Regions from separate parts of the Mus musculus genome. Here regions 2, 3, 4, 5 and 6 are each linked to region 1. Evidence: chromatin contacts called from public HiChIP or PLAC-seq and promoter capture Hi-C data. All regions are on one chromosome and are shown on one strand. The core of a region is the stretch at or near the end of the contact, and the rest is flanking DNA. Distances in the headings are between cores, read along the strand shown. Region 1 holds the start of Ccng1 (cyclin G1). Region 2 overlaps Atp10b (ATPase, class V, type 10B). Region 3 overlaps Atp10b (ATPase, class V, type 10B). Region 4 has its middle 58 kb from the start of Atp10b. Region 5 has its middle 90 kb from the start of Atp10b. Region 6 has its middle 95 kb from the start of Gm34644.

Region 1 (4,738 bases), core at 1,051-3,550:
AAATTTCTATGTTTTTGTTTTTTGTTTTTTGTTTTAATTTTTATCTTTTGAAATGGTCTCACTGTGTATCCTTGACTGTCCTGGAAGTCACTATGTCTACCTGGCTGGCCTCGAACTCACAGAAACCTGCCTGTCTTTGCCATCCGAGTGCTAGGATTAAAGGCATTTCACCAGGCCCTTAATTTTATTTTGATTATTCCTCTGTGTAAGGGAGAGTTAGCTAGGAGGGCGTGTGTCTGCCCTAGTGTATGTGTGAAGGTCAGAGGACAGATTTGGGGACTTGGTTCATTCTCTTCACTTAAGTGTTCCAGGGACAGCACTCAGACTTGACTCTCTGAGGCCTGTGTAACAAGTACTCTCTGTGTTCAGCTACTTTGCTGGCTCAAGACAGTTTGTTACATAGAGCCAGCTTTCCCGCTACTGGAGTACTACAATTAATGGCTTGATGTTAAATTACTTTCTACTTCAGTATACAACTAATAAGTGATGTTTTACAAGTCTTCATTATGGAAAGGAAGCATTGCCACATTTGAAAGTGGTTTTTGTATACCAGCCCTAATCCAGAAATTTGATGGCTTTTTTTCCTTTTTATTAATTTGATGTGTGTGTGAGTGTGTTTGGTACATTTGTGCATGTGCCAGAGGAGGCTAGAAGAGGGCCTCAGATTTCAACTGCCCACCTAGCTGTTGGAACTTAATTTAGATTTTCTGGAAGACCAACATGCACTCCTAGCTACTGAGCCATTTCTCCAGCCCTCTGCAATTTGATCTCTTAAACACATGGAGCGAAATTAAGAGCTGAGATATTGTAACATAAACATACCTTCATTTTAGACAAGAATCTGTCCAGTAAATTCACAGCTAGGGAAAATGTCTCCGTGTCAAAGCCAAAGAACTGAGTTAGACTAAGTAGATCTTTTACTTCAAAGTCCCGTAATCTTGCAGTCATTCTGAGGCCATTATCATGGGCCGACTCAATTAGTTTCAAGCCGCAGACCTTTGGCTGACATCTAGACTCCTGTTCCAACAGGGTGTTCAGCTGGTGTAGCAGTTTCTGAGAGTCAGTTGTCAGTACTTCTATCATCTATAAATAGAACAAACCCAGAAAAGAGCATAAGAACCCTGCCTGGCTATCTCTGCATTGTGGCAAAAAGTGCTTTATAGTGCATGCCCCCTCCACCCCCCACCCCATTTCCATTACGTCTAAGACGAAGACACTGCAAAGCCAAGGTCTGTAAGTATTTTTACCTTCTCCCAGTAGGTCACATTCCTAAATTGTGAGTTTGTATAGGACATAAACTATGGCTTAAAAATTTTTTTTCTCTACTTAAGCAAAGACTTCTTCATTGTCAGTACATGCCACAAATAGATACTGCCCCACATGATACACCCAAACTAAAAGTCAAATGATAGTACATACTCTGCCATATATGTTAACAACGTGAACCTTAGTTCCTTACCTATGAAGTAGAAATACGATTATTACCTACAATCTCATAGCTCATAGATTGGGTAGCTTAAAAGGAGTCACACAAACCGCTTAGCACACAGGTGCCCATTTATTTCCAGGTAATGAGCTTATTTTTACACCTGTGAAATGAGGGTGACAACATCTGTTTCTTGGAGTGGCTGTGAATAACACACGATATGACTCAGTGTGGCACGGTGCTTAGCACTCAGTGCTCCGAATAGTCTAACGCCATTTAAAAACCAAAAGAAAAAGTTAGGTGAAGCTGGGGAGTTGCATTGGTGGAAGTATGCATTACACTTCCTCTGAGTCCTGGGCACAACCTAAGCCCTGGATACAGAGGACGATTCTTCCCTGGGCAGTTTAAAGATGTGACAGGAAGGTCGTCTTGGTGAGGAACCACTAACTCAGTTCAGGGGTGCAGGTTGGGACTGGGAGGCATGACATAGGAATACCGCTCCCGCTGCGCCTCTCTCTAGGCGCAGACTAGCCCGGGCTTGCGTTCCGGAGTGCAGGGTTCTGAGATCCACCCCATAGTCCCCTCTCACCTTGACAGCCACGTCTTCACCACGGTGACCACCCACCCCGGGCCTGCTCTCAGCTCGCCCCACGTCCCCGATCCGACAGGCCTACTAAGGGGACGGACTAGGGAGTGGGGGTCAAGTGAGCAGAGGCCCGGGGAGGGGCCGGCGTCCCGGTGGAGGGTCCCTCAGCGCCCTGACCAAGTACTGCCTTCCTCGGGGTCAGCGCGCAGCGAAGGACTGCGCCGGGCAGTGGGGGAACAAGCTGGAGACCTGGCTCTCTAGCTGGGACGCATCTACGTCGCTGATTGGTGTGGTTCTTTTGATGGATGGTCTCTGAGGAAGCTCGGCCAATCAGCGCACACTTCCCGTTGTCCAGACTTCAATTCTCCTCCCCTTTCGAGCCACGCCCGACTCTCGCAGCCTCTCTCATTGGAGCATTTCCGAACTGTCCTTCCTTAAGCTGCGGAACTGAGTGTTCAGTGCCAAGGCTTGCCCGGGCAGGTCTGGCCTCTATTAGCCAGATTGGTCTGGGTAGCGGACCAGAATGTACTGTGAGGGTTTTTGTTTTGCATTGTTTTGGTTTTTGCTTTTTTCCTTTTGTTGTTGTTCACTGCAGCTCAGTCCCCTCTTTCTAAAAACACAATGGCAAGTTAAAAAAAAAAAATGCTTTCGTTCTCTTTACAGATAATGAGATGGTAGGCTTCTCTATAGTGTTCTCTATAGGCTTCTCTAGAGTGTTCTCTCTGAGTTTTAGGAATCAGTTCATCGTTATCTTATTTTGTTTCTTGCAAAACTTCTCAGATGTTACAATGATGTCAGAGTATGTAGTTTCTTGGTCCTCTGCTAATTTTCTGAATTTGTTCTTGTAGCACCCTCATACTATCATCAGTGACTTAAAATGCCATATGTCTGGCAGAAAACAGCAAAGAACAGTGCCTGGAAAACCCCATCTGCAGTGAGCCGAATCTCAGGCTTCAGAATAGGGTGTGAAGGAACATTATTCTTACAAAATTAATCTCTATAAGCCTCTTCTCTACCAGGTTAACGGAAAAATAATTATCCTGAACTCTTGCTGGACTCCTTTCGGGGGTAGCGGGGAAGGGCATGTCCTCAGGAGCAATGCACAGAGAGTAGGTTCTCAGCTCGCATGGCTGCAGTGGGGGTGAGGGTGAGGAGTTGGGGTGGTGACGGTGGTGTTCAGGATTTTGTCCATTCCAGTACATCTCATGAAAATAAGAAAGAGCCAAGCCGGCTGGCCGTCCATAACGGTCATTAACTAGATACAAGTGATGTTTTATTTGAGACAGGGTCTTTATGTAGTCCAAGCTGTCCTGGAACTCCTTAGCTATGTAAACTAGGCTGGTCTTGAACTTAGAGATCCACCTGCCTCTGACTCTCCTAGTGCTGGGATTAAAAACATGCACCATCATGCCTGGCCTTTTCTCTTTAATTAAAAAAAAAGTTTTAGATTTTAAAATTATATCTGGGGGTGTTGGTGAAGTGGGGAATGTATGGCACAGGAATGTGGCTACCCTCAGAGACCAGAGATGTTGGATCTGGCATTTCAGGCAGTTAGCTGTGAGTTGACCAAGGAACAGTATTCATTTGGATCCCTGGTTCTGTAAATCTACAAAACCAGTAATTTATAAGTGCTCTGTGGTGGTGTGAATAAAAATAGCCCCCATAAGTTCATAGAGAGTGGCACTATTAGAAGGTGTGGCTTTGTCGGAGAAAGTGCTTCAGTAGCAATTGGCTTTGAGATCTCTGAAGCTCAAAATCAGACCTACTGGCTCATTTGCTCTTCCTGCTGCCTGTGAATCCAGAGGCAGAGCTCTCAGCTCCTTCTCCAGAACCATGTCTGCCTGCCACGCTTCCTGCCATGACAATAATGGACTAAACCTCTGAAACTGTAAGCCAGCCCCAGTGAAATGTTTTCCTTTATAACAGCTGCTGTGATGATTGTGTCTGTTCACAGCAATAAAATCCCAACTTAAGACATGCTCTAGTGAGCCATCTCTCTCCTCCCATTTTTTTTTTTTTTTCAATTTGGGTTTCTATCTTGGCTGCTCAAAAATAGGCAGGAGAAATGTCTTAATCCTATATAAGTGGGAAGATTAAGTGCTGGGAAGCATGTGGTAAATGGTAGCCTTTTATGATTAACTGTGTTCTTAAGTGCTTTATGTAAATAGTTGGTTCTGTTTATTCTTTTATCGGTTTTCTTAACTTTGAAGGAAGCTTAAAGAGTGTTAATGCTAATAAGAATTTTCAAATGACTTTTGTTACCTTCTACGTCTTATGTTTAAAATTCCTGTTGAGAATTTGTTGGCAGTACATTATGTGTTAAAAAATATTTTCTCTTAGGATCCTGTGTTTTCTTTTTTAATTCTCAATTCTTTATATGAAAATTATTTTACTGACACGTTTAAGAAACAAATATAATAGGCAGTCTTTGCTTATTTCTCCTTTTCTATTTCAATTAAAATACACTTTACTTTCATTTTTAATTATTTATATATTTGTGTGTATGTATGGGTGTTTGTGCAATGCCCTAGGAAATGGGGAGGAGAATGTTAGAGCTCTGCAGTTGCAACCCGGGTGCTCTAAACTTTGGAGCTGTCTTTCTGGCCTCTGCTGTCGCGTGTGTGTGTGTGTGTGTGTGTGTGTTCTGGTCTTATGAACACAGTCACAAATACTGTAACTTTCTGACTGCAATGGACATGTCATGTCCAGAAGATAGCGTTTGATGG
Region 2 (4,738 bases), core at 1,137-3,636, 2.5 Mb after region 1:
AAAAAAATTAAAAAATAACAGAGCATTGACTCCAGTAGATTAGAGTTTAAGTGTTTGCTCTTTCCCCGAAGTCTTTAAAGGACCTTGAAGCAGGTCACCATGCTTGCAAATTAAGTTTCAGCAGCTCTACCTCCTGGCAGAAGGACTGAGTCCAAATCGCATGCAGTGCACGTTGAAGTTTTCAGAAGCATGGGCAGTCGGCAGTAGTAACAGAGTCTCACCCCAGAAGGAAAAGAGGGGATAGGGAAAACAAAAGATTATGCAAGCCCCCAGCCCTTCCTGAAGCCCGTGCTCTGCCCAGCACTCGGATGCTGCTCTTTTCTTGCTTACCAACCAACTCCATTTGCTTGTGATGGCCCCATTTTTACAGTTTTCCACATGCTGGGGAGCCTAGGCCAAGCTGGTCACAAGTGGTCACTTACTCTTGCCATTCTTCATGAACCAAACCAACTGTGTGACTGTCTGATGTGCCACCTCACTCAGAGGGAAGCTCTAACATTGCCTCTGTAATATAATGCTAGTGACTGTATGTAGTACATGTTATATGTGTATAATCTTTTTACTGATAGACTGGAAACATGTCATCATTTTTTAGAAAGAAAAATAAACTTGGTTTTTCCATAGATTTCCTACCAATCTGAAATCCTATTATTCTACCTATACATTATCATTACTATTATCATGAATATTTATTCATTTGTCCTTCTTTGTACTCAATTATGTATCTATCCAAGAAACTTTAGTAAGTCTCTACTAGATAATTTTCAATGCAGCTTGGGCCTGCCATCACTTGTACCTACCTTCCCAGGTTTCAGGGTGTTAGGAATACTTGGCCCAGTGTGAAAGTGGAGCACAAACTATATCTCTGGGCTACAAGAATTGAAAGCGGCACATGCAACATTATTCAGGAAATCTAACGCAACTACTTTTTCTCTTGTGAACCTAGCACACACCCAAAACCTAGGCTGACTTGGGCTTTTCCATCCATTGTCAATGTGACTGCTTACAGCACAAACATGAGGATATGAGTTCAAATCCTTAGTGCCTACCTAAAAACCTATGTGTAGGGTGATGCACTTGTAACCCTAGTACTTGACAAAGGTGTGAGGTGGGCAGAAAGGGGAAACTCTCTGGGATTAGGTGGTTGTGAACCTAAGTTTAGGGAGAGCACTTGTTTCAAGGCAAAGAATGGTAGAAGATGGATATCCAATCTTCTCTGTCTTCCATGTGCAGAAATACCACACATCAAACACATGCACACACACACACACATGCATCGGGTGGGGGGGGAGAAACAGAGACACACACACACACACACACAGAGAGAGAGAGAGAGGGGGAGAGGGAGAGGGAGAAGGAGAGAGAGAGAGAGCAACAGACAATGGCCTGGGATTATGTTGTCCTAATAACTGTATTGGGTTACTTTAGTGCGTGCTAGACTCTGTGCATCACTATCTAACACCACAGCAAATATGTTGTCCTAATAACTGTATTGGGTTACTTTAGTGTGTGCTAGACTTTGTACATCACTATCTAACACCACAGCAACCCTGCAGGGTAAAGACTTATCTAACCTGGCTCAATAGCTTCAACTGCACCACCACTACCTCAAAGCTCCATGCATTGGCCTCACCCTTACTTTGCCTGATGTCAATGGAGCTCACATGTAACTGGGACCCCAGCTGAAGAACTGGTATCTTCCTTCCTGCATGGTTTCTCATCATTGAGGAGGCCAGCTAGGTCTGGTCACATGGTTTCAGAGGGAAAAAGAGTTGCATGAGCTCATGAGATCTATGCTGAGAACTTGTATACTTGTTGACCACCAGGTTCCATGGAAGCAAAACACTTGTTTCAAAAATATTCTCTTATCCTCTCATGAGAAGCACTGTAAAGAAACTGAGTGCCATTTGCAGTCATTCATCCCAACCTCAGAGAAGACAGTGAGGTAAAGAGAAGTCACATAAAGACACAACAGTCCCATGGTTAGCAAGTGGTCAGGTGGTATTCTAACCCTGGGAGTCTGTAAGCAGTGTCTGTGTACTTAACCAGAGATGCATGACTCAAGATAAGACCAGGGGGGCAGATGGGGAACCAGAACCACATGACATTCTCCTGAGAGGCAGGGTTTCATAGTGGTGAGGGCGCCCTAATTTCATCTCAAATCTAGCATAAGGCAGCAATGTGGCCTAAAGAAAGACAATTCCATACCATGTAAATCTGGGCTGCAGTCCAAACAAAAGTAAGTATAATATCATCATTTAGGGGAAACCTGAAATACTCTTTACACCGCCATAAAACATCTCCCCTGCAGCCCTCTCAGACTCCAAACTGGGCACCAAGTCAGACAGATCCCTGTGGAATGCTTTCCACTGGAAGCCTTCTGCTGCCACCTAGCCGGATAGAAGGAGGTACTGCAACTGGGGTTATGCAGGGGTGGGAGAGCTTCAGGCACTGGAATCCTGTTGAGGACATTGAGTCTGTCTGGATCTAAGAACTGGAGCCCAGATTTCAAGTCTTGGTGTTCTGGTTTCTATGGTGACTCTAAACAAATTCTTTCAGGAGCTTTTCCCTAAAACTATTCTTCCCAGGTTTTCCAACCTCTCCAGTTGGGCCCTCAATTGGTTCTAAAAGCTATTTGGGGAGGCTGGCTATGGTGTAGGACTGTTCTTGGACAGATCTCAAGCCTGTGGTCCACTGTGCAGCTGTATCAGTCTGTATCTCATGCACACATAAACACAGAGAATAGAAAAGCCCATAAAGACATCAGTTTCCTGCTCTGCCCCTGGTGCTCTGAGTACAACATCCTGTGATGATACTGTGATACTGCCGTCGGAGAGATCATGAATGGGGTTGGTTTTCAGGAGTTGAGTGAAGCTGAGGAGGCATCAACCCTTTGGGGGAAAGGTAACAAAACCTCCAATCCCTTGGAGGACCTTGACTGACTTTTTCAGATCAGTACATAGATGTTGAGAAACTGTTGTTTAAGGGGATCCATAACGAAGGGTCAAGGCACTCAGCCCTTCCAACTGTCAAGAGGGAAGCCAGAGCAAATGCATACCTTTCTTTTACATAGGTCCCCAGGCACCTCAGCAACCCTACCAGCCACCCTCAATAAACATGGCTGCTTACTATGTGAATGAAGCACAAAGCCCATATTCCCATGCCCCTCCAAACATATTATTTCCTCAAAGTCATACCTCTGTAGATAGCTGAACAGACACTCTCTCTGCAGCCGTCTGTAAGAGGGTTCACCCCTCACAGGAAGGCCTGAGGGAAGGTTCCACTGACATAATTGTAGAGAGACTAGCCAACCAAACGCCTGACTGAAATCCAAAGAAAGTATTTTCCTACACTTCTTGAACAAATGATTTTAATTAGGGTGAGTTATAGGTGAGTGGGTGAGTGGGTGTTTCTTAAAATTACCTTGGCAGTGGCTGCAATGCTGAATAAAATGACTCTCCCTTACCCAGCAACCCTAATTACCTACCAACATAATTACCCCTTCAGAGAGGGGTGGGGCCTTGTCTTAGTCACTGTTCTATTGCTGTGAAGAGACATCAATGACCAAGGCAACTTTTAGAAAGGAAAACGTTTAATTGAAAGCTTGCTCACAGATTCAGAGGTTCAGTGCATCGTCTTCCGTTTGGAAGCATGATAGCAGACATGGCCTTGGAGCAATAGCTAAGAACTACATGGTGGTCCGGAGACCAAGAGAGACATTCTCGGCCTGGGTGTGGGCTTTTGAAATCTCCAAGCCTACCCCCAGTGACACACTTCCTCCTATAAGCCACACCTCCTAATCTTGTTCAAATTGTGTCATTCCCTGGTGACTAAGCATTCAAAACTATGAGCCTGTGGGGCCCGTTCTTATTCAAACCACCACAGTCCTCATAATCTTCTCTGGCTCATAATGTTAAGGGGCCCAGTCTTGCACAGGAATTAGGCAGGTAATGGAAAATGATTTTGGAAATGCCATTTCTCCTGCAGCTAACCTGTGTATTCCCACAAATGAAAGGTTGTTATTAAATGCAGATGATGAAATTCAACAGAGAGACAGATAGCTGTGTCCAGGGTCATTCTGCAATGTGTAAGCAAGGCTACGATCAGAATACTGCTCTCCTGACTCCCATCTTCAACTATTTCATCAGCCAGAGATAAAATACCAATGCTTTCCAGAGCTGTTTGCACAGTTTAAAAGACATCCTCCCACAGACACTAATGCAAGCAAAACACCTATGCACATTTAAAAAAAATAAAGATTGTTACACCAAATGACAATTGCATAGAATAACTTGAGGCCACGTGATAAAGGACAGAAGAGAAATCTGTCTGAGTAGAACTCTGTGTGTAGTGCTTTGAATAGGAATACCCACAGAGGCTTGTGTATTTGAACACGTGGTCCCCAGTTGGAGGCAATGACTGAGCAGGGCTGGACTTGCTGGAGGAAGTATTCATTGAGAGTAGACTTGCTCTAACCATCATGCCTGCCTCTCCGCCATGATGAACTCTTCCCTCTGGAACCATGAGCCCAAACCTACTCTTCTATAAGTTACCTTGGTCATGGTACTTTATCACAGAGACAGGAAGATGACCAATACAAAGTCCTTCTAGAACTCCTCGTGTTACCCTGTTTGCAGAGGAATAGCCTGAAGGAGAAGAGAGATGGACTATACCAGCAAAAGGCTTCCTTCAGAGTGCCTTTGTCCTACTTACAAAGGCAGAAACAAATTCTAAAGCT
Region 3 (4,738 bases), core at 1,441-3,940, 2.4 Mb after region 1:
GAATCACACTAAGGTCTTAATGGATGATAGCATAAAGATTTCAGACTTTCTCCATTCTACCATCTCCATAGCTTAGGATAATATATTTAGATTTAAATGTTGGCCTACACAACCTTAACCAGTAAGAAAAATTGTGTGTATTTAAACTCAATATGAAAAATATTTCTTGTCTCAAATGATAACCATACCTATCTAACATGTGGATTAATCAAAAATCTTAGTTGCAGGATGGCTCAGGCAAGTAAATGTTACACAACCATCCCTGGGGATGTACGTTGGATCTCCAGCACCTGTGTTAAAACTACGAAGGGGATGTGAGCCTATAATCCTAGCATCATCAAGGTAGAGACAGGAGCATTCCTCCCTCAGCATGCTTGATCACCCAATCTAATCTAATCAATAAGCTCTAGCTTTAGTAAAGGACAGTGACTCAAATCATTTTGTGAAGAGAAATGAAAGACAGCTGTCCCAACTTCTGCCCTGTACAAGACAAAACACACATATGCATACAAACACACACACACACAATACCTTGGTTGCATATGGCAAAATGCTGACTAAAAATACCTTGCCCAAAATGAAAATTGTTGGAAAAATACAAGGTGAGTGCGCCTTAGGCCTTGTGGTGCCAGGAAGTGAGAATCCATCAGGATAAGCTCCACTTTGGGCCCAGCTCCCATTTAATTCCTAGAGAGGAGTAATCAGTCTTTTTGATACGTATGTCAGGAAAGCATCCCAGGGAAAGAGACTGATTGTCCCAGGTTAGGTATCATATACCCATTCCTGGACCAATTAACTATGGCCAGAGTGTCAGGGTTCTCTGAACTGCATCCTCCGTCTGAAAGTCATAAGGAGGACTGATCTGTGGAGAAAAAGGGTTTTGAGCAACAAAGCAATGGATATCCATTACAGACTCAGACTGTAAAATCCTACATTACATATGACCATGGTTGTATACTATATAGGGCAGGGTCTGGATGTCCTCTAACTCTCTCCTATATCCCTTCCCCCATGCTAGTCTTTCTTCCCCGAAACCTGCTTCCTGTCTTAGTTCCTCTGCCTTCCCAATATTGTGGATCGAATAGCAGGTTCTTACTCTTCTCTGGGCTTCTGTAGATGTTGCTACTTCTCATTCTTCTTCACCCCATCTTCCAGTTAATCAATTCACTTTCTCATCCAATGCTATAGAATGTCTAGTTGTTAATGCCTGGCTTGGATTTTCATTGCCATTATTTATTGGCAGAGGTGACACGTTATGATTGTATCTTCTGTGAACAGCTCAATATAGCTTCTCGAGTTGAAATTTATACTCTGCTTTTTACGGCCTCTTTTGCCAAAAACATTGGGTTTTCCCATTGTTTTCCCGTGTTTTTGTTATCTCTAACAAGACAGTTTTATACAGAGAAGGTTTGTCTTTACAGTGAATACTCCCTTAAGACATCACTGCCCCTCCTATGGCAGTTGTCCAGAGTTTATGCCTCATGTCACTTATTTATTTTTTCACTGAGTGTAGATGACAGGCCTTCTCTGTGAAGTAATGCAATGACATATTCCTGGGGTCGAAGACAAAATAAACACAGGCCAGGGAATAGACTAAGCCAATGAGTTCTAATCAGAAATTAATGACTGCATGACACAGTCCTTGGTAAACAACTCTACTAATATTTCTTTTGGAAATGATCCGGGGACAAAATCATTCTTTTTCTGATATTTTGTTGGAATGTCAAACCCAGACATTATAAGGAATATGTCACAGCAAGACCTTAAGATTTATTAGTCTTGAATTAAAACAAAAAACAAAACAAAACAAAAAAACCATAATATCCATCTACTTGGAAAAAGGAAACTCAACCTACAAGGAAGCATTAAGGTCCCGTTCAGATGGCCTTCCAGCCCAAGCCATGTTCTTGTATGCCAGTAGCTGTGGCAGGAAGACTGTCCAGATGACTGGGAATGTAGACTAGCCCCTCCTCCAGAGACAGATGGAAGGGATTACTCATCACACCCAGTGGTTATCTTGAAAAGGACAATCACCAACCAGGAACTAGAAAGTTTGCCAAGTGCCAGTAATTGTTAGTAGTTTCAGATAGGGTTTGCAGAAATTAGGGCTTCCTTCATTTGCATTCCAGGAAGGAAACAATGATTTATCCCAGCAGATGATGTATGGTGAACATTTGCTATCACGATTTAGATACCCTAGTGAAACACTTTTTTTTTCTTTAAAAGAGTGAGTGAAGAGGAATTCCCCAATTCTACAGTATTCCTCCTCACTGCTTTTTTAGTTGGCATGGTGTTCTGCCAGCCTTTTAACTCCTTTATGGCATGGCCCATTGATCAGATTAGGAGAGGTATCCCTACCCTTGCTTTGTTGGGCTAATCCAGGTCCAGGAATCTTCATGGTGGCCCCCTCTCCTGAGCACCATGAGAAAATGGACTCAGCAGTAAGCAAGCGTAGTGATAACTGACTCCACTCTTCTCTTTAACAGACATCCTCGGCTCCTAGTAAAATCTGGATGAATACATGTGTTCTGTGTTAGAGGAAAGGCCGGCTGTTTCCTTTCCTTCAATGAGCACAGAATTTCTAGATTGACAGGGGTTTCAAAATGATTTGAAACATGAATCCTGTACTCTAAGACCATATGACTGTGAGTCACTGTTACTTTATAGCTGTGTTTCTCAACCTTCCTAATGCTACAACCCTTTAACACAGTTCCTCGTGTTTTGGTAACCTCCAACCATAAAAACATTTCTGTTGCTACTTCATAACTGTAACTTTGCTACTGTTATGAATCATAATGTAACTATCTGATATGGAAGAATTCTGATATAAATGACCCCCCCCCATCAGTTAACCCCCAAAGGGGTCACAACCCACAGTTTGAGAACCACTGCTTTATACCTTGTGTGACTCCAAAACAAGTAGTAATGCTTTCAGTGTTCATTAACAAAGAAAAATACAGATTTAGCAAAACTACTGTGGAATTGGTGACCTTTTGTGGGAATTAATCATCTACCAGTCTTGATTAAAAACAGGAGTCTCTAAACAAAAGGGTGTGAGTATAGGAAGGTCAGGCGGGCCACACTGGTGAGAGTGAGGTAAAATGAGGGGCAGAGGAAACAATAAGCAGGATTATTAAACGTGTACAAAATGGTCATAGAACAAATGTAAACATTTAAAATATAAATGATTGGAGCACAAATAATTAAAAATAAAATTCTCACAAAATTTGTAAAGTAACACTACATCTATGTTACGAAAGAAAGTGTGCTGTGTGGCCATGGAGTGGAGTGACCACTACAGGGAATTGTGTTCTTTTCTTCACAAGTAACAGAATTCTGTGAGATGGTTCTAGATAATTGGAACAAAAGAGAATTGTAATAAGAATGCGGTAGGAAAAGGAAGGGAAGGAAGAACATATAATAAGGCTCGGTGGTTGAAAAGAAAGCTTGAGGATTTGGACTTAGAAACCACAACTAGGAATCCAAGATGACAGTGAAGGACTGAAAGGAATAATAAGTTAACGGTCTTGTGTGATTTTCCTTCCTGGAGTCATTGCACTCAGCTCACAGTCCCACAGTGGGACAGCATAAGAGGCAGGATGCCTTGACTTACGTCAAGATGTGAGCAAGGGATGAAGGGGCTACAGGAGCTTGTTTTGCAAAGAATATGGAAGAGGAGATAAGGAAACATGGAGCAGTGGTCTACTAAAATATCAAAAAGTGAAGCAGGGACTTGTTAACCAGTTTAATTGAATGACTTGATAATCCATTGTGAAAATAACATGATGGTAAGTAAACTTAAAAAAGTAAAACTGGAAGAACACGTAAGGGGTTTCCTGTCCTAACCTGTTCTCACTGTTACAATATGCTCCAGCCAGATTGCTTTAGATTGCATTTCCTGGTGGCCTTGACAGTGGCCAGCTTGCTGTATCTGAGATAAAGGTCAGCAAAAAGTAAGACAACACAGCCTGGGAAGTTATGACACCCTGACTTTTGGACCACTTTGTTTTGCTTTCAAAGGTACCAAATGGACACACCTGAGCAAGACTGGGAACTGGGTGTTGTTTATCGCTATAGTAATTGTTGTGTCAATACCCACTTCCTCCTCTCTGAATCTCTTTCCCTTTCCCCAAGATCCATGTCCTGATATCCAATAAATACTCAAAATCATGAAAGAGAAAAGAATGAATGCATGAGACCTCAACTTTGAAGACAGTTTTTATGAGTCAGCTGTTCTAGTTTGCATTCTTGCCATAGTCAAGACATGACCAAAAGCCGTTGGGGTTCAAAAAGAGTTTATTTCATTTTACAGCTTATTCATGATAAAGGGAAGTCAGGACAAGAACTCAAGGCAGGAATAGAAGGAGAGATTATGGAGGGGTACTGTTCACTAGCTTACTCCTCCTGGTTTGCTAGCTTTACTTTCTTATATATCCTAGGACCACCAGCCCAGGGATGCCACTACCCACTGTGGGCCCTTCCAAATCAATCAAGAAATGCCCCACAGATTTTCCCATAGGCAAATCTGTTACATGCCAACTATGAGATGATGTTCCGTTTATTCTCAACTATACACTTGCCCACACGTCCTAAATTTACATTGGGATCTTATTAGCATGTGCCTGACACAGGGAAAAATAGTCTGGCCTTCCCTAAAGCCCTGCAGAGACATATACCCTCCTCTGAAAGAGGGTTATCTCTCCCTGTGCTTTGGTTGCAGTCAGTGGGACTCTCGTCA
Region 4 (4,738 bases), core at 1,448-3,947, 2.3 Mb after region 1:
AAGGGGATTTGAGCCATGTTCACTGGGTCCTGTTGATGTGGAGCCTATGGTGAAATTGTACATCATTATGGGATTATATGATAAAGGGAACTGCTCACTTCATAACAGGAAGGAAGGAAGGAAGGAAGGAAGGAAGGAAGGAAGGGCAGGCTGCTATCTCAATACCTTCTTCAAAGAGATAGCTTAAGTGATCAAACCTTCTTTCACCTGGTCTCATTCCCTAAATGTTCTATCACTTCACAATAATGCTGTGTAGGGTTGCAATCAAGGCTTGAATACATGGTCCTATAAGACGACCCTTAAGGTCATAAGTATAGCATTTGAAAACACCAGATTTAGAAAGATCTTGGATGCATGCTCATGCCTTGCTAGGTTCTGTAAATCATGTTGGGAAACAGCACTCATAAAAGGTAAACTTTATACCTTCACTGAGGAAAATGATGACAAATGCATCATTCATGATGGACACAACTGTTTTCCTAGATTTGAGCTCAGAATAAGTTATTGTGCTAAGTTGTACTCTCTCTCTTCATGACACTGTTAAAGGACTGAAGTGTTATTCAGAAAGTGAACTATCACTCCAAGAGTGGCTTTGAAGAAATTACAATACAGATGGATCTACCAGACAGATAGCTGGCCAAAACTGGCCTTATTATGCAGGGTACATAATAGTTAATATTACCTATGCCTAGAATTCTATTCAAAGCTAGATAACAAGGCACATTCAAGAGAAAATAATTAGGCCTTAAAAGAACCCTGAAAGGCAAGCGTTAGAGATTCTTGAGTTGTAATTTTTATGATTCAAAAGGAATTCTAATGATTGTATAATAATTTACTATGGATCAAGCTGCTGCTTTTTGATGGCTGTTGTAGACTTGAAAGTTTTGTACCCGAAGAGTACCAAACCCAGCTTAAAATCTTTAGAATTCCCACAAGAAAATTGTGCATAATAGCTAACAGGAAAAATAGGTGGAAAAGGCTACATTACTGATAGCTGTGAGAATTCCTTAAAGCTCTGATAAAAGCAAATTGGTTAGATTGAATCACAAGATTTTCTGAAATCTAAATTAGTATGCTTACATGTACGCTCACATATACATGTGTGTTCCCACCCCCATGTCTGCCTACCTGACTATCCCTGAAATGCTAAGTGAAGACAGCAAGTCTACCAATGCCTGTTTCCAGTAGTGCCAGCTCCATCCTGTCATGTTTAGGAAACCACAGTTATCCAACAGTCAGCCTGAACACCCACAAAGAACTCAAAGGCAACGAGTGCTTCTCTATCTATCAAGCATCAGTGAGAGGATGGCTTTGGGGGGGGTGATCTTCATTAATAAGTATGGACTGGGTTGAGCCAATTATTTTGTCTGAGGAACAACACGGAGGTCATCTGAGCCTACTTGTCGGAAGGCAGCATCTCAGCATATCTTTTATTTGCATAGAATGTTCCTATGCCCCACCCTTGACTCAAACATCTTTATTTGTCTATCTAACTACGTATCTTTGAAAGCTTGTTTGAGTTTTCAGAGTCTCTTTCCTGACCAAGCCACTGTGAAACCCTGAGCCAGATAAGACAACAGTAAAGTGAAACATTTGCTCCCTAGCAACTATCGTCTACCATGGAAGTTAAGCAGGTGTTCAAAAGCTGCAGATTTGTTTATTCTGGGGAGAGGGGCATGTGCCATGGCTCCCGCATGGTGATCACAAGACGATCTCATGGAGTTAGTTTTTTCCTTCCACCACGTGGATCCTGAGGACTGGGGTCATTAGGCTTGGCTCTGATTGGCTGAGCCATCTTGCTGACCTTCACAGGTTTCATTGATATCAGCTTTCTCTACATAGAAAAAGCTGTTCTCTGTATTATCTATGAATCACCTTGCTAATAGAAACTTCAGCAGAAAATCCTATCTAAAAGATCATTTGATTAGTGTCTCAGAAATATGACCAAGGAGCTAAACTTCTGGCATCTTCAATTTTCTGTGAAGTGGGATTATTGCAAAGGTTTGAAGGCATATGCTCTTTAAAGAACCGAGTACCATAAAAAAATACTAATGCAGGTGATAGGATGTGAAGCAAGGCATACAATAGTTCAACCTGAATCGGTTTACTTTGTGACACTCTGTGCCTAGGTTTCCTCATCCTAATAATGGAGTCAGAAAGAACACTATTTCTACAGGTTGTTATGTGAGTTAACACATGCAGAACATTAATACCAGTTGCTGGCAAAAAAATGGAAATTCAATAAATCTTAGCTGTTATCATTATTATTATTACCAGTATAATATACACCATGCAATAGATATTGAATAAATGGTAAGCAATTTTTAAATTAAACTTCATTGGTATTCAAAGTCACTTCTCTCCCATATAGCTGCCCCATTGAATTCTGGTAAGGAGCTCCAAACAATCTTCAGATCACTGTGGGGATGACACCTTCCCCTGCCAGTTAGTGTGTGTTGTGCAGCAAAGTAAATAGAATAATAACCAATCTGATATTTTAATTATCACGCATGTCAGCGATGCTGCTTTATAAATCAAAGCTAATTGATTCCGAGCACTTGCTATTTCTTCAGCCCTCCTACCGGCTCGGGAGCAAGCCTGCTATTTTCTGTGTAAACACTGAGGGTGGTTCCAGAATGGTATTCAAAATCAGTGGAGTGCTTTTTACACGTGGGCAAACTCAAAGCCAGGAATTAGGAGTTAGCATACTCAGTTCCACCCACCCATGGTATATATCCAGAAGAGAGCATGATGCTCCTCTCGGTGATGTTTGAACAGCTTCACTTAGACTGAACCTCCAGAAAATGGTCCAAACTTTTGAATCAATTTTTTCTCCATATTCCCATGGAGCACTCGGTAATTTAAGTGGCTGTTACATAAACCTGTATGTTTGTCTGGATGCTTGATTTTCAAGCTTATGTTTGTTCACAGTAGATCTTGCATAGAAATGCAATTTATACAGCAAACCATGGGTGCTGAGAGATACAGGTTGAAAAAAAAATGCAACCGAGCTAGCTAGCAACCACGCAGTCCCCCTTACCATGAGCATGCTGGATCTGATCCCAAAGTATATGCTATGGAGAGCTGCCAGCTGTCTTCCTATCCCAAATCCACAGCCTCTGCTTTACAGAAGTGCGATCACTCAGTTTGCCCAAGAAGCTTCTCTATCAATGCATTTGCACATGTCAGGGAAAATTCAAATCCCCTTGACGTCGCAGGTTCTGCTTTTAAGCAGTTCAACCATCTGATTTTAAGCTTTTAAGCTTTTACATGTTCCAAACTACAAAACTCGAGGTTCTGGAGTATGGCTCAGTGATGAACACATAGTCACATGCTCAAGGCCTTGGACATGCTTCCCAGAACACACACACACACACACACACACACACACACACCTGAGTTTTACATTTTCAAAAATTCGTTTGCTCTCTGCTTTACATATGATGTGCCCCAATAAACTCATGTATGATGCAGCCCCAAACGCATGCAATCCACCTAAGCTACTGAAAATCACAGTGGAGCAGCCCAGCCCACTCTACAGAGCATCTGTTGTTCTCTCTAGTAGTCACGTGAATAACCCGGAGCTGTAGCTTCCTGCTGCTGCCCAGCATCATGAGAGAGCAGAGTACTAACACCACTAGTTTAGGAAAAGATCACAATTCAAATTGCACTTTTTAATGAATGAGTATTGCTTTCACACTATCTTAAAGTCAAAAATGGTTCTTCATCCACGGTAAAGGAAAGGCTGCCTATTAACAAGTCCTCCCCTACCTATCCTTCCAGTACTTTAGTCATTTGAATAATTTGGGGGACAGGGGAGGAGAGCATCACATTGAGAAAGAGATTGAGATGGAAGATTTGAAGATTTTTTTTTTTAATTTGGAAAAAAAATGAAAGAAACTTTGGAATTAAAGAGCCCCTATGGGCTTAGGATAAGGTTTGTTCTACAAGCTCTTTGCTCATGGGTCTAGCCAAAAAAGTTCATTTACCCCCCCACACCCCCCATAGCTTAAAAATGAAGATTCATGATGAGTGTGATAATTTATTCCAGCAGCCAATATAAATCGAAAATAGAAATCATTTTGCAAGTGACTGAGCAAGTAAACAAAGATGATAAACCTGTCAATGTTTACTGCTCATTCAGTCTTGGTTTGTCAAATCTATGGCAAACTTGCTCCTGTTCCACCCACCATGCTCAAGGCATATGAGCAAGGTGTAGGGTATCTGAGAGTCCCACATGAGCAGCATGCCAAAGAGCGACTACTAAGTCATCAATCAGCACTAGCATGTGATGTAGAGGTGCTCTGCCAGTTATCATCCACTAGATTTTACATAGGAGAAACCAGGCCAGAAAGGTGGACAGCTGGTCCAATATTGTACTGAAAGACTCCGAGAGGAGCCCCTCACTCAGGCCTCAGGACAAGAGCGGACACCCAAGAACTCACGATAGACCGAGCTTGTTCAAACCACATGAGGCTTTATTCGGGGAAAGCCAGAGCTCTGGGGATGACTCATATCCCACGCAGGGGTAGAGGAGTCGACCTCGAGAGGAAAGAGGTCCCAGTTTTTATAGGCCCTCAGTGGGGAAAGAAGAAGCGGGGGAGTACGGGATTTCCAGAGGGATTTCCAGATCTAAACAATGTCTATTCTCACGAAATGGGTATGGGAGGGGTACAAGGAAAGAGTCTGGTGCAGGTGTAGCAACTCAGGATTGGCCGGGCTGAGGTTGCTGGGGAGA
Region 5 (4,738 bases), core at 1,173-3,672, 2.3 Mb after region 1:
AGTATGGTAGAACACTGGAGCTTACTTCTCCTGCCTTCTTACCTGGGATCTGTTGACTGCCCCATCCTTCCCTTCTTTTTTCATGCCCCCATGCTTGCACTATGATAATCACTGCTCTACTGTCTACTTCTATGAGATACATTTTCTAAAATTTCCTTATGTAAAAGAAACCATGTAGTTTTTGTCTTCCTATGTCTGGTTTTTAATCACTTAACACAATGTCTTCCAGGTTCAACCATCTTTTTTTTAAGTATCATGATTTCATTTTCATAGCTGAATAGGATTCTATGATATAGATGTGACACATTTCTCTGTGTGTATTTATATAATGTTAAGCATTTAGGTAAAAATCTAAGTCTTGGCTACTGTGAATAGTCCTACAATAAACAAGGCAGTGTACCTATTTCTTTCTATTAATTTCTTTCCCTTTGGCTATATAATCAGTGCTGAGATTGCTGGGTAATTGTGTGGCTCTAATTTTAATTTTTCAAGAACCCTCCACAATGTTTCCCCCAATGAGCGCTGTATTAAGTACAATCCCACCAATTTTGTACAATGGTTTGTTTGATTCCTTTTGTCTTCTTTAATAGCCATTCTAATTGGAGTAATTCTAGTTGGGAGTAATACAGTGAAATTTAATTTGTATACCCTTAAAGATCCCTAGTGTTCAATATGTTTCCATTTACCTATAGCATTTTTGCATGCCTCCTTCTGAGAGGTATGTAATAAAGGGCTTCTATCCATTTTCAATCAGTTCTTTTACATTGCATTATATGAGTTCCATGTGTATTCTATATCTAAAGTTCTTGTCATCTCTACAGTATAGAAATCTGGCCTCCCATATTGTGGCTGTCTTTTTACTCTGTTATATATAATTTTCTGTACAAAGTCCTTATCGATAGATAGATAGATAGATAGATAGATAGATAGATAGATAGATAGATAGAATCCCATTTGCCTAAGTATACACATTCCTTTGTACAAAGAAATACATAGAGATCTTTTCTTCAGTTGCCTGTACTTTTATGATCTCACCTAAGAAATCCTTGTCCAGGCCAGTCTCATGAATCAGTTTCCTATGTTTTCTTCCATCATGTTGTATCTTACATCTGAGTTTTATTCCACTTGAGTTTCATATATGTGAAAGAAAGGGCTCCTATCCTTTGAGAATCCTGACTTTCAGTTGCCTATGCTTTTTGCAATCTGTATATGATCATGTGACCAAGGTTTGGCGAATGAGACAGAAGTACAAGTATAACATGGAAAAACTAGGACATATTTTTTAAAGAGTAGGGTTTTTTTTTCCTCCTTCATCTTGCTGCCCAAAGTGTGTGTGATGATTTAACCTCTGGTGATCTTTTGTGGTCAGAGAAATGCTAACTACACAGGCAGCGTAGCTGTGATTCTGTCAAATCAGACTAGTGGGAAACACTGGATGGCTGTCTATAGAATCTTCTAAGCAAATCATAATAAAAGTAATCATGCTTTGAATGCTTATGACAGTTTTATTTGGGACTTTCTGCCTCACCCAGTAACACTGAATCCTCACTAACAAAGGCAGCTCTCAAGGTCTACCTGGTTTTCAACAGGCACATCTCAGCCTCAGCAGCCCAAGCCATCACAGCACAGTGGACTTACCTTACAGCTCTGTGTCCCCTGGGACCTGACTTGGATGTAGTTGCTGACTATAACCCGAAGCCAGTGATAACTGCTTGGCTTTATGAAGTTCTGTCGAAATAGTAAGTGCTTGGAAGACGCCTAGCAAAGTCCCTAGCAGTGTTCAGATCAGTTCTTAATGTTAGTGCAACCACTCTACTCCTGCCAAAATAACCTTCCAAGGTAATAGTCACCACCTACCTCCGCTTGTTTCTGTGAGTCTCTCTATAGCATTTAATGAACAGGTCTAAGCATATGCAAAGTCACAGATAACTTAGGGTCCAGAGCCAATTTTTATGCCTTCTTTTCAATGATGCTAACTTTATGGCTTGGTCAAAAGTTATCTCTTCATTTTAGAAAGTTTAAATCATGATTAATTAATGTCTGTTTTGTATTTCTCACATACAAGTGCTCCATATAGGACTTGAAAAAAAAACATGTATTTTGGAGGGAGGAGGGTTCCGGATAGATGGATGGATGTATGGAAAATTAACTGTTTTCCATGGCAGCTTGTCAGGGATTTATTATCTTGCTACCCCTCAAAGGATCTGGTGCTCTACCTGCAGTAGGAACTTACCAAATGTTAGCTGGATAGGAATAAAGGACACAAAAGATCAGAGAGATAATCAAGAGCCCTTTCCACCTGGAACCTTTCTCCTTTCAGGGCATCCTATTGAACAGTATTATTGAGTAGAGAGGCAGGGAGTTGACAGCCACTCTCTGGACTCTCTCCCAGGGCCTTTTTAAAACAGGGAAGTTAATTATGGAACCAGATTAACAGTTTCTTTTTTGATACAGTCAAAGTAAAACCAGCAGGATGCAATTTAGCTCGTCCCCACTTTCCAAATAGCAGCAAATTTTCATACAAAACAAAGAGACACTTGAATTGCAAATTACTTAGAGAATCGCCTACCAACCCCAACGGAAGAAAATTTCTGCTACTTTCAAAGCCAGGCTGTTGCCTTTTCAGGTTTGCCTGTGTTTAGGGCTCTTCACAAAGGCCCTCACACTTTGCTGCTTCCCAGCTCGGCCCACAGGAAGGAGGAACAATTCCTTAAGGTGTAGAAGAATGCGTCAAGTCACCTCTGCTACTCAGCATCATCGGCTTCTCATGAAAGGAGGGCCATGAGGTGCATCCCATCCAAGGGCATCAGCAGAAAGTTCTAGTGAGGCAAGGCAAAGACACAGTGACTATAAAAAATGATTAGGCTGTAAGTATGTACCCTTGGAGGTGGGTAAAGAATGGGAGAAGCCATATGCCCCATCATCATTATCCAGGAATTTAGGGGGAGAAAACTGTTTAACTATTAAAGTTCTGAGAAGTCTGTGATCTGGATTATTAGTTGATACATTCCCGTTAGTTGTGCTTAATTAACAAAAGAAACAGAGAACCCAATAACTGGCTATAACCATAACCCATGGATCACCAGCTGCTAACTTGTGATCCAGCAGCGCTTCCTTATCTGATAAGACGTGGGAACTAAAGTCAAGGGAGGAGGATACTTGAGGAAAGATCACCAGTGACCAACTTCGCTGATAGTTCCTGCGTAGCCTGGTACATGATGCCCCAGCTTTCAGCTGCTTTTTGCCCCCTGAAGGAAACAGCAAAGCTTCATCTTTCTCAAATGTACTTACAAACCCATTTTTTCCTAATCTAATAAATAATGTATACTTTTTGAATGGAGTTTAGACAATAGAGCGGAGGATAAGGACAAAAATAAAAGAAAGCCACGCAATGCTATTTATAGAGGGACTGGAAGCTGAGATGGGAACCTGGCTATACTCAAGCTACTTTCAGATGCAGCAACTGTGGGGCAAGGTGGGCTTGGCAAAGATGGGCCATTCTCTATGCTTACACTTAGTCCAGCAGGTAGCAGAAATGAGCAAAGAAGACCACATGGTGAGAAAGGGCAAAAGAAGCCACCTTGCCCTGCTTAGAGATTGCAGAGACCACTCCCGTTTCCCCTGGGTCATCATGTGGGAAAGAAGGCTATAAAAACAGCCCCTTCAAGCTTTTTAAAATATGAAATCTAAAGTCTTTTAGTATAAAACTTTTTGACATTTGAACATAGATCAGTTTTTGAAACTATGAGTCAAATATAGTTCAAGCTGCAAGGTAGGGGACTGGGATGGTTTCTTCATGACCCTTATTCATGGTGAGTAAATTGGGCCCTGGGCAGGCCAGTTAGTGTTGTGTGTGATCATTTCTGTCACAAGTCAGCAGAGAGGCCTGGCACAGAGATGGCCAGGTCAACAGGACAAGATGAAGGAAATAAAGACCCATTATAGACTTAGGTCATCAATGACCTGGGAAGAGACATCTAGAGTCAACTAGAAGCAGACTACGTCTGGCCAGATCCTTTTGAAAGAAAATCTACTTGCATCTAAAGCCCTCATTTGTGTGTGTGTATGTGTGTGTGTGTGTTTGTGTGCATGCATGTGTGTGAGAGTATGTTTATGTAAGTGTGTGTATATTTGTGAGCATGTATTTGTACATGTATGCATATATATCTGGGTGTACATGAATGTGTGCATGTGCCTGTGTGTGTATACATATGCATGTGTTTGTACGTGTGTGATCTTTATCTTCTTAAAATGATAGACATGCTTTGCAAGACCACTCCATTTCCTCTGAAACAGAAAGGTTTTTAATGTTTTTAGTAGAAATAGAATTACATTACTTCCTTCTTTTTCCTGTCTCCAGCACCACCCAGCTATCTTTCCTAGAATCCCTCCCATGACCCTACTCTCAAACTGCTAACCTCTTTTTCTTTGATTATCATTTTACATATATGTGTCTGTGTATATGTGTGCATAAATATAAATAGACTGTGCTGAGTCTTTTGTTGTAAATGTGGCTATGCTTCCAAGACTGACCACATGTATGTATTATATATGTATGTATGTATGTGCATAAAATACATGTTTATAAATAAGTTCTGCTAAGTCTATTTTGTAGTGTGGTGTATGTCTTGTTATATAGTTTCAAGGCTTTGTTGCAAGGTTTCACTTTGCATTGGACAAACAATGACTAGGCTCATCCCTGGGAAAGGCCAAGTCTCCACCCCCTGGCAGTCATTAG
Region 6 (4,738 bases), core at 924-3,423, 2.2 Mb after region 1:
CTTCAACCCTCCAATCCCACAATTCCTACTCTCTGCCAAAATATCATGTCTTGTCATAGGTCATTCATAGTCGCTGGAGGAACACTAATATCCTCAGCCTGTGTGCTTTCTTCATAGAACTTTTCACAATTCAGCCAGTTTTGTATGATTACACATTTACTGATTGTTAAGAGAGGTCTAGACTTTGACTGTATTCTCATTATAAATTCCTAGCATTGACCCAACATTGAACAAAACAGGTATTTTGAAAGATTTCTGTTATTTTTTAATTGTGTGTGTGAATGTGTATATATGTGTGTGTGCATGTGTGTGTGTTTGTGTGTGCGTGCGTGTGTGTGTGTGTTTGTGTGTGTGTGTGTGTGTGTGTGTGTGAGAGAGAGAGAGAGAGAGAGAGAGAGAGAGAGAATTTTCATGTGTGCAGGTATTTGAAGAAGCCAGAAGATTTCCTGGAGAAGATGTTACAGGAAGTTGTAAGCAGGCCAAAATAGGTATCAGGAACTGAACTCGAGTCCTCTACAGGACCAGTAAGCATTTTTTAACTGCTAAGCCATCTCTCTATCCCACAAAGCAGACATTTCAACTGTAGACAGAGAAGGATGAATCCCCATTTCTGGGTACTTCTTGAGAAAGAAAGCATAAATCTTCATGTGAACTGATTCACAATCAAATGCATGAGTGTAAGGATCGTTAAGTGAGATTTATAAAGCTTCTCTTTCTAATCACATCTTATTTGGCTAAATGTAAATGGGTACCAAGCATAGAAGAGGAAGGGGAGAAATGACAGGAGGTAAAAGGCATGGGGGCTGCATGGTAGAAGGTGGTACTTGAGCAACAAGCACATTTGCAAAGCACTCCTAGGGCAGCCCTTTTCTCCGAGTTAGAGTGACTCTTACTAAAAACAAGTCCCCCTTCTGAACTGAATGTCAAGAAGACTAACAAGCATGCTGTGATTCGCACCTGATTTCTTCCCTGCCATTAGAACATCCCCAGCTAAGCTCCTCTCATTTGAAGAATGAAGAACTCACTATTTAGAACCAAGTTTATAACAAAAAAAAAGGCAGAGGGGAGAATCTTCTTTTATCTATTATCTTTCTCTCCTGAAAGGTGGAAACCTTTTCAGAGGTCATTTCTGGACCATTTTCAGTGATAATGTGTAATATGTGTTCATCAGTGATGTCTATGAAAATGTAGGAAAACATAAAAGAAAGTAAAACTTAACATGCTGTGTTGATAACTACTGATACTTGATGTGTATATTTCTACTTCATGGCACATGTTTGAGTGAATATTGAAGAAAATAGTTGTTAAAAGTGCTTTTATTCTTAACGGTATACACTGAATGTTTTTCATGCCAAATAACAAATTTCTCCCACATTATATTTAGAAACACATAATATTAAATGTAGTGTTGGGAACACATGCATACATATACATACATAAATATACATATGGAGAGTGGGAAAATAAGGAGAAACATTGGGTAAATTATTTTAAAAGAGATATATGGAACTGAAGTGCTGAGACAGATGAAACCAGATCCAAATCCTCATATTGCACTTATAAGAGGCAAGATACCAGCCTTGACCCTGTTGCAGAATCATTTTGCTCTTCTGTCAAATGACAATAGGCATGATTGTAGTTTCCCATATTGGTGTTAGGGATGAAATGGTCTCATTAAAACTTTTAAAGCCAACCTGGTCTGCATAATAAGTTTCAGGCCATCCAGTGCTAATACAGTGACACCCTATGTCAACAATATAAGAGTAAAATAGGGAAGTGTTTGTCCTCACATCAATTAAGTAATTAAGTAACACTTACCAAATAATGTTAGTAGTATATATATAATAGGAATAAGCCAAGTAGATCAGAGGAAATTTGAGGAAAGGAAGAAAAGAAAGAACAAGGCTTGTGGGGTTTAGGAATGTCTTATCCCTAGAATGAGAGACTTACACAGTTGTAAGAAGACTGAGGAAGGGAAGGAGGCTCCAGGGGAGGCAATGCTACTGACTTTCTGGAAAGTCATGGCTTCTTACCCACAGCTGTGGATCTGTGGGTTGTTACAGCAAACCAACAAAGGCCTGTAACAGCCACCAAAGGATCTTCCTGACTGGGCTAGAAAGCTTGTCTGGGTAGAGAGCCTAGTGTGTCAAGGATCACTGGCCTCTGGCCTCCAAATCAGGGAGCCATTTTTAGACTGAAGCCTTTGAGGAAATGACCTCACAAGTTCCTCTTTCAGAATTGCCAAGGAAGAAAATGAGATTCATTATTGTCTCCACCTACAGAAACTTGGATGCTGAGCGCACCAGCTAGAGAAACCTGGGTTTAGCAATTTTTCTGTTGATTTTATCAGATTGTTTAGGTTTTAGCAGCTGTAATGAAGTAGAACTGCCATAAAATAAACGGTGCATATTGGGAAGATGATATTCAAGTTTAGGCATATACAATGAACCAGAGCCCAGATCAAGGAACAATAATCACCCCTCCACTGTTCTTTTGTACACTTAATTACATTTTAACTCCTTCCTACTATTTTCCTTTTGAGATAGCTGTATTGTTCATCCATTTCACACATTTCAGTGAAGGTTAGAGACCTTGATTTTATTTCCCTTGTGAACTGCTTTTTCTGGAAGGAAGGTCTTATAATAATTTTCACCATATCTTACTGAAGATTTTGTTACCCTCTTGCCCCAATACCAATCAACTTCTGTAAAGGTGGCTGTATCTCTTTTTTGCATTTTTAATGTATGTGTTGGTATCCACAGTGCAAGTGTGGAGTTCAGAGGACAGAAGCTAGAGGACATCTTGTAAGAGTTGGTTATCATCTCGTGTCATGTGGGTTGCAGAGCGGTAACTCAGGCCATCAGGGTTGACAGAGAGCCTCTACCCACTGAGCCATCTTTCTGCTCCTCACACAGTTGTGTCTTTTCAGATGCAGTACTGCAGATTCAAGTGTTATAAGTAAAATTTTATAAGAATGTAGCACAGGCACTCTCATCATCAGTGCATGAATTTACAGCTGTCATATATTCTTGCTAAAATAATCTTTTAGTCAACATGTAATGACCTTTGTCTCTTATTCGTTTTTCAATGTTATTAGCTCTTTCAGAGTTTCATACGATGTGTTTTTCTCATTTTTGGTCCTTCATCTCTTCTAAGAATCATCCTTCTTCCCTATCATGTCCTTTATTTTTTTTTAAACCCAACAAGACTAATTTGTGATAATCATATACTTTCTGCATGTGTGGCCTTCCACTCCAGAGTGGTCAACTTACCAGGGGCTATGTTCCTAGAGAAAACTGTCTCTTCCTCTCCTAGTGGCTAGCAATAGACAATAGTTCTGAAGCTAGGTGTGGGACTTTACAGCTAACTCTCCTTTCAGTGCTAGGATTTTGTCGGTCTTGGGCTTGCACAGATTTTGTGACTGCTGTCATATCTGTTGTGAGTTTTGATGTGCATATGCTCTGTTCTACCTAGAATTCCAGGCTATGTCAATGTCTAACTCTTAAATGCTTTCTGACCCCTCTTCTGCAATGATACCTGAGCTCTTTCTCATGGCCTTTTATTTAAAGTTGTCCTTCTATGATAAATGCATATCTGGTTGTTCTGATTATTGGTTTTCATTTCTAATAATTTATGCTTAGTTTTTTTATTTTTTTTCCTTTTTTTTCCTCCTTTTTTTTTATTAGGTAATTTCCTCGTTTACATTTCCAATGCTATGCCAAAAGTCGCCCATACCCACCCCCCCAATCCCCTACCCACCCACGCCCCCTTTTTGGCCCTGGCATTCCCCTGTACTGGGGCATATAAAGTTTGCAAGTCCAAAGGGCCTCTCTTTCCAGTGATGGCTGACTAGGCCATCTTTCGATACATATGCAGCTAGAGACAAGAGCTCCGGGATACTAGTTAGTTCATATTGTTGTTCCACCTAGAGGGTTGCATTTTCCTTTAGCTCCTTGGGTACTTTCTCTAGCTCCTCAATTGGAGGCCGTGTGACCCATACAATAGCTGACTGTGAGCATCCACTTCTGTGTTTCCTAGGCCCTGGCATAGTCTCACAAGAGACAGCTATATCTGGGTCCTTTCAGCAAAATCTTGCTAGTGTATGCAATGGTGTCAGCGTTTGGAAGCTGATTATGGGATGGATCTCTGGATATGGCAGTCTCTACATGGTCTATCCTTTCGTCACAGCTCCAAATTTTGTCTCTGTAACTACTTCCATGGGTGTTTTGTTCCCATTTCTAAGAAGGGGCAAAGTGTCCACACTTTGGTCTTCATTCTTCTTAAGTTTCATGTGTTTTGCAAATTGTATCTTATATCTTGGGTAAGTTTCTGGGCTAATATCCACTTATCAGTGAGTACATATTGTGCGAGATCCTTTGTAATTGGGTTACCTCACTCAGGATGATGCCCTCCAGGTCCATCCATTTGCTTAGGAATTTCATAAATCCATTGTTTTTAATAGCTGAGTGGTACTCCATTGTGTAAATGTACCACATTTTCTGTATCCATTCCTCTGTTGAGGGGCATCTGGGTTCTTTCCAGCTTCTGGCTATTATAAATAAGGCTGCTATGAACATAGTGGAGCATGTGTCCTTCTTACCGGTTGGGACATCGTCTGGATATATGCCCAGGAGAGGTATTGAGGGATCCTCCGGTAGTACAATGTCCAATTTTCTGAGGAACTGCCAGACTGATTTCCAGAGTGGTTGTACAAGCTTGCAATCCCACCAACAATGGA

Evidence for each region. Promoter capture Hi-C pulls out the DNA fragments that hold promoters and counts their contacts. HiChIP or PLAC-seq counts read pairs in DNA pulled down with a chosen protein or histone mark.
Region 2: a contact with region 1 is called in a promoter capture Hi-C map of second pharyngeal arch cranial neural crest. The contact joins the enhancer-like site here to the promoter of Ccng1 in region 1. A contact is called at or near these places in 8 of 39 promoter capture datasets (the 3T3-L1 cell line, cranial neural crest, frontonasal cranial neural crest and 5 more), 2 of 484 Hi-C or Micro-C datasets (myocytes and reprogramming fibroblasts) and 5 of 115 datasets of contacts at active chromatin or transcription factors (acute myeloid leukemia, astrocytes, embryonic forebrain and 2 more).
Region 3: a promoter capture Hi-C map of 3T3-L1-derived adipocytes shows a contact between it and region 1, with 9 times the contacts expected there. The contact joins the enhancer-like site here to the promoter of Ccng1 in region 1. A contact is called at or near these places in 11 of 39 promoter capture datasets (the 3T3-L1 cell line, 3T3-L1-derived adipocytes, the C10 cell line and 7 more) and 4 of 115 datasets of contacts at active chromatin or transcription factors (astrocytes, embryonic limb bud, forebrain and 1 more).
Region 4: a contact with region 1 is called in a promoter capture Hi-C map of hippocampal neurons, with 1.9 times the contacts expected there. The contact joins the enhancer-like site here to the promoter of Ccng1 in region 1. A contact is called at or near these places in 10 of 39 promoter capture datasets (the 3T3-L1 cell line, the C10 cell line, cranial neural crest and 5 more) and 2 of 115 datasets of contacts at active chromatin or transcription factors (pro-B cells and stem cell-derived neural progenitor cells).
Region 5: a promoter capture Hi-C map of hippocampal neurons shows a contact between it and region 1, with 8 times the contacts expected there. The contact joins the enhancer-like site here to the promoter of Ccng1 in region 1. A contact is called at or near these places in 10 of 39 promoter capture datasets (the 3T3-L1 cell line, the C10 cell line, cranial neural crest and 6 more) and 3 of 115 datasets of contacts at active chromatin or transcription factors (astrocytes, embryonic forebrain and large pre-B cells).
Region 6: an H3K4me3 HiChIP or PLAC-seq map of pro-B cells shows a contact between it and region 1, with 10 times the contacts expected there. The contact joins the enhancer-like site here to the promoter of Ccng1 in region 1. A contact is called at or near these places in 6 of 39 promoter capture datasets (the C10 cell line, embryonic stem cells, frontonasal cranial neural crest and 3 more) and 2 of 115 datasets of contacts at active chromatin or transcription factors (astrocytes and pro-B cells).

What each region holds. Positions count from the first base shown.
Region 1 is chr11:40,752,986-40,757,723 of GRCm38.p6, forward strand. Ccng1 (cyclin G1) reads right to left here and starts at 2,301. Exons shown (of 6, transcript NM_009831.2): 1 at 2,016-2,301; 2 at 823-1,083. The coding sequence starts at 1,083.
Region 2 is chr11:43,261,650-43,266,387 of GRCm38.p6, forward strand. It overlaps Atp10b (ATPase, class V, type 10B), which reads left to right. Exons shown (of 23, transcript NM_176999.3): 23 at 1-636. Among named protein-coding and RNA genes, the nearest start is that of Gm12146, 40 kb to the left of the region's middle. Within about 2 kb of position 2,387, at least 55 of the 459 cell types and tissues checked have an H3K27ac peak or open chromatin away from gene starts, as enhancers often do. A contact at or near this core is called in second pharyngeal arch cranial neural crest, where this site is marked.
Region 3 is chr11:43,181,036-43,185,773 of GRCm38.p6, forward strand. The region is part of intron 4 of Atp10b (ATPase, class V, type 10B); the gene reads left to right. Among named protein-coding and RNA genes, the nearest start is that of Atp10b, 34 kb to the left of the region's middle. Within about 2 kb of position 2,691, at least 50 of the 459 cell types and tissues checked have an H3K27ac peak or open chromatin away from gene starts, as enhancers often do. A contact at or near this core is called in 3T3-L1-derived adipocytes, where this site is marked.
Region 4 is chr11:43,089,619-43,094,356 of GRCm38.p6, forward strand. It overlaps a transcript of Atp10b not described here. Among named protein-coding and RNA genes, the nearest start is that of Atp10b, 58 kb to the right of the region's middle. Within about 2 kb of position 2,698, at least 20 of the 459 cell types and tissues checked have an H3K27ac peak or open chromatin away from gene starts, as enhancers often do. A contact at or near this core is called in hippocampal neurons, where this site is marked.
Region 5 is chr11:43,057,234-43,061,971 of GRCm38.p6, forward strand. It overlaps a transcript of Atp10b not described here. Among named protein-coding and RNA genes, the nearest start is that of Atp10b, 90 kb to the right of the region's middle. Within about 2 kb of position 2,423, at least 11 of the 459 cell types and tissues checked have an H3K27ac peak or open chromatin away from gene starts, as enhancers often do. A contact at or near this core is called in hippocampal neurons, where this site is marked.
Region 6 is chr11:42,966,253-42,970,990 of GRCm38.p6, forward strand. No RefSeq gene overlaps it. Among named protein-coding and RNA genes, the nearest start is that of Gm34644, 95 kb to the left of the region's middle. Within about 2 kb of position 2,174, at least 6 of the 459 cell types and tissues checked have an H3K27ac peak or open chromatin away from gene starts, as enhancers often do. A contact at or near this core is called in pro-B cells, where this site is marked.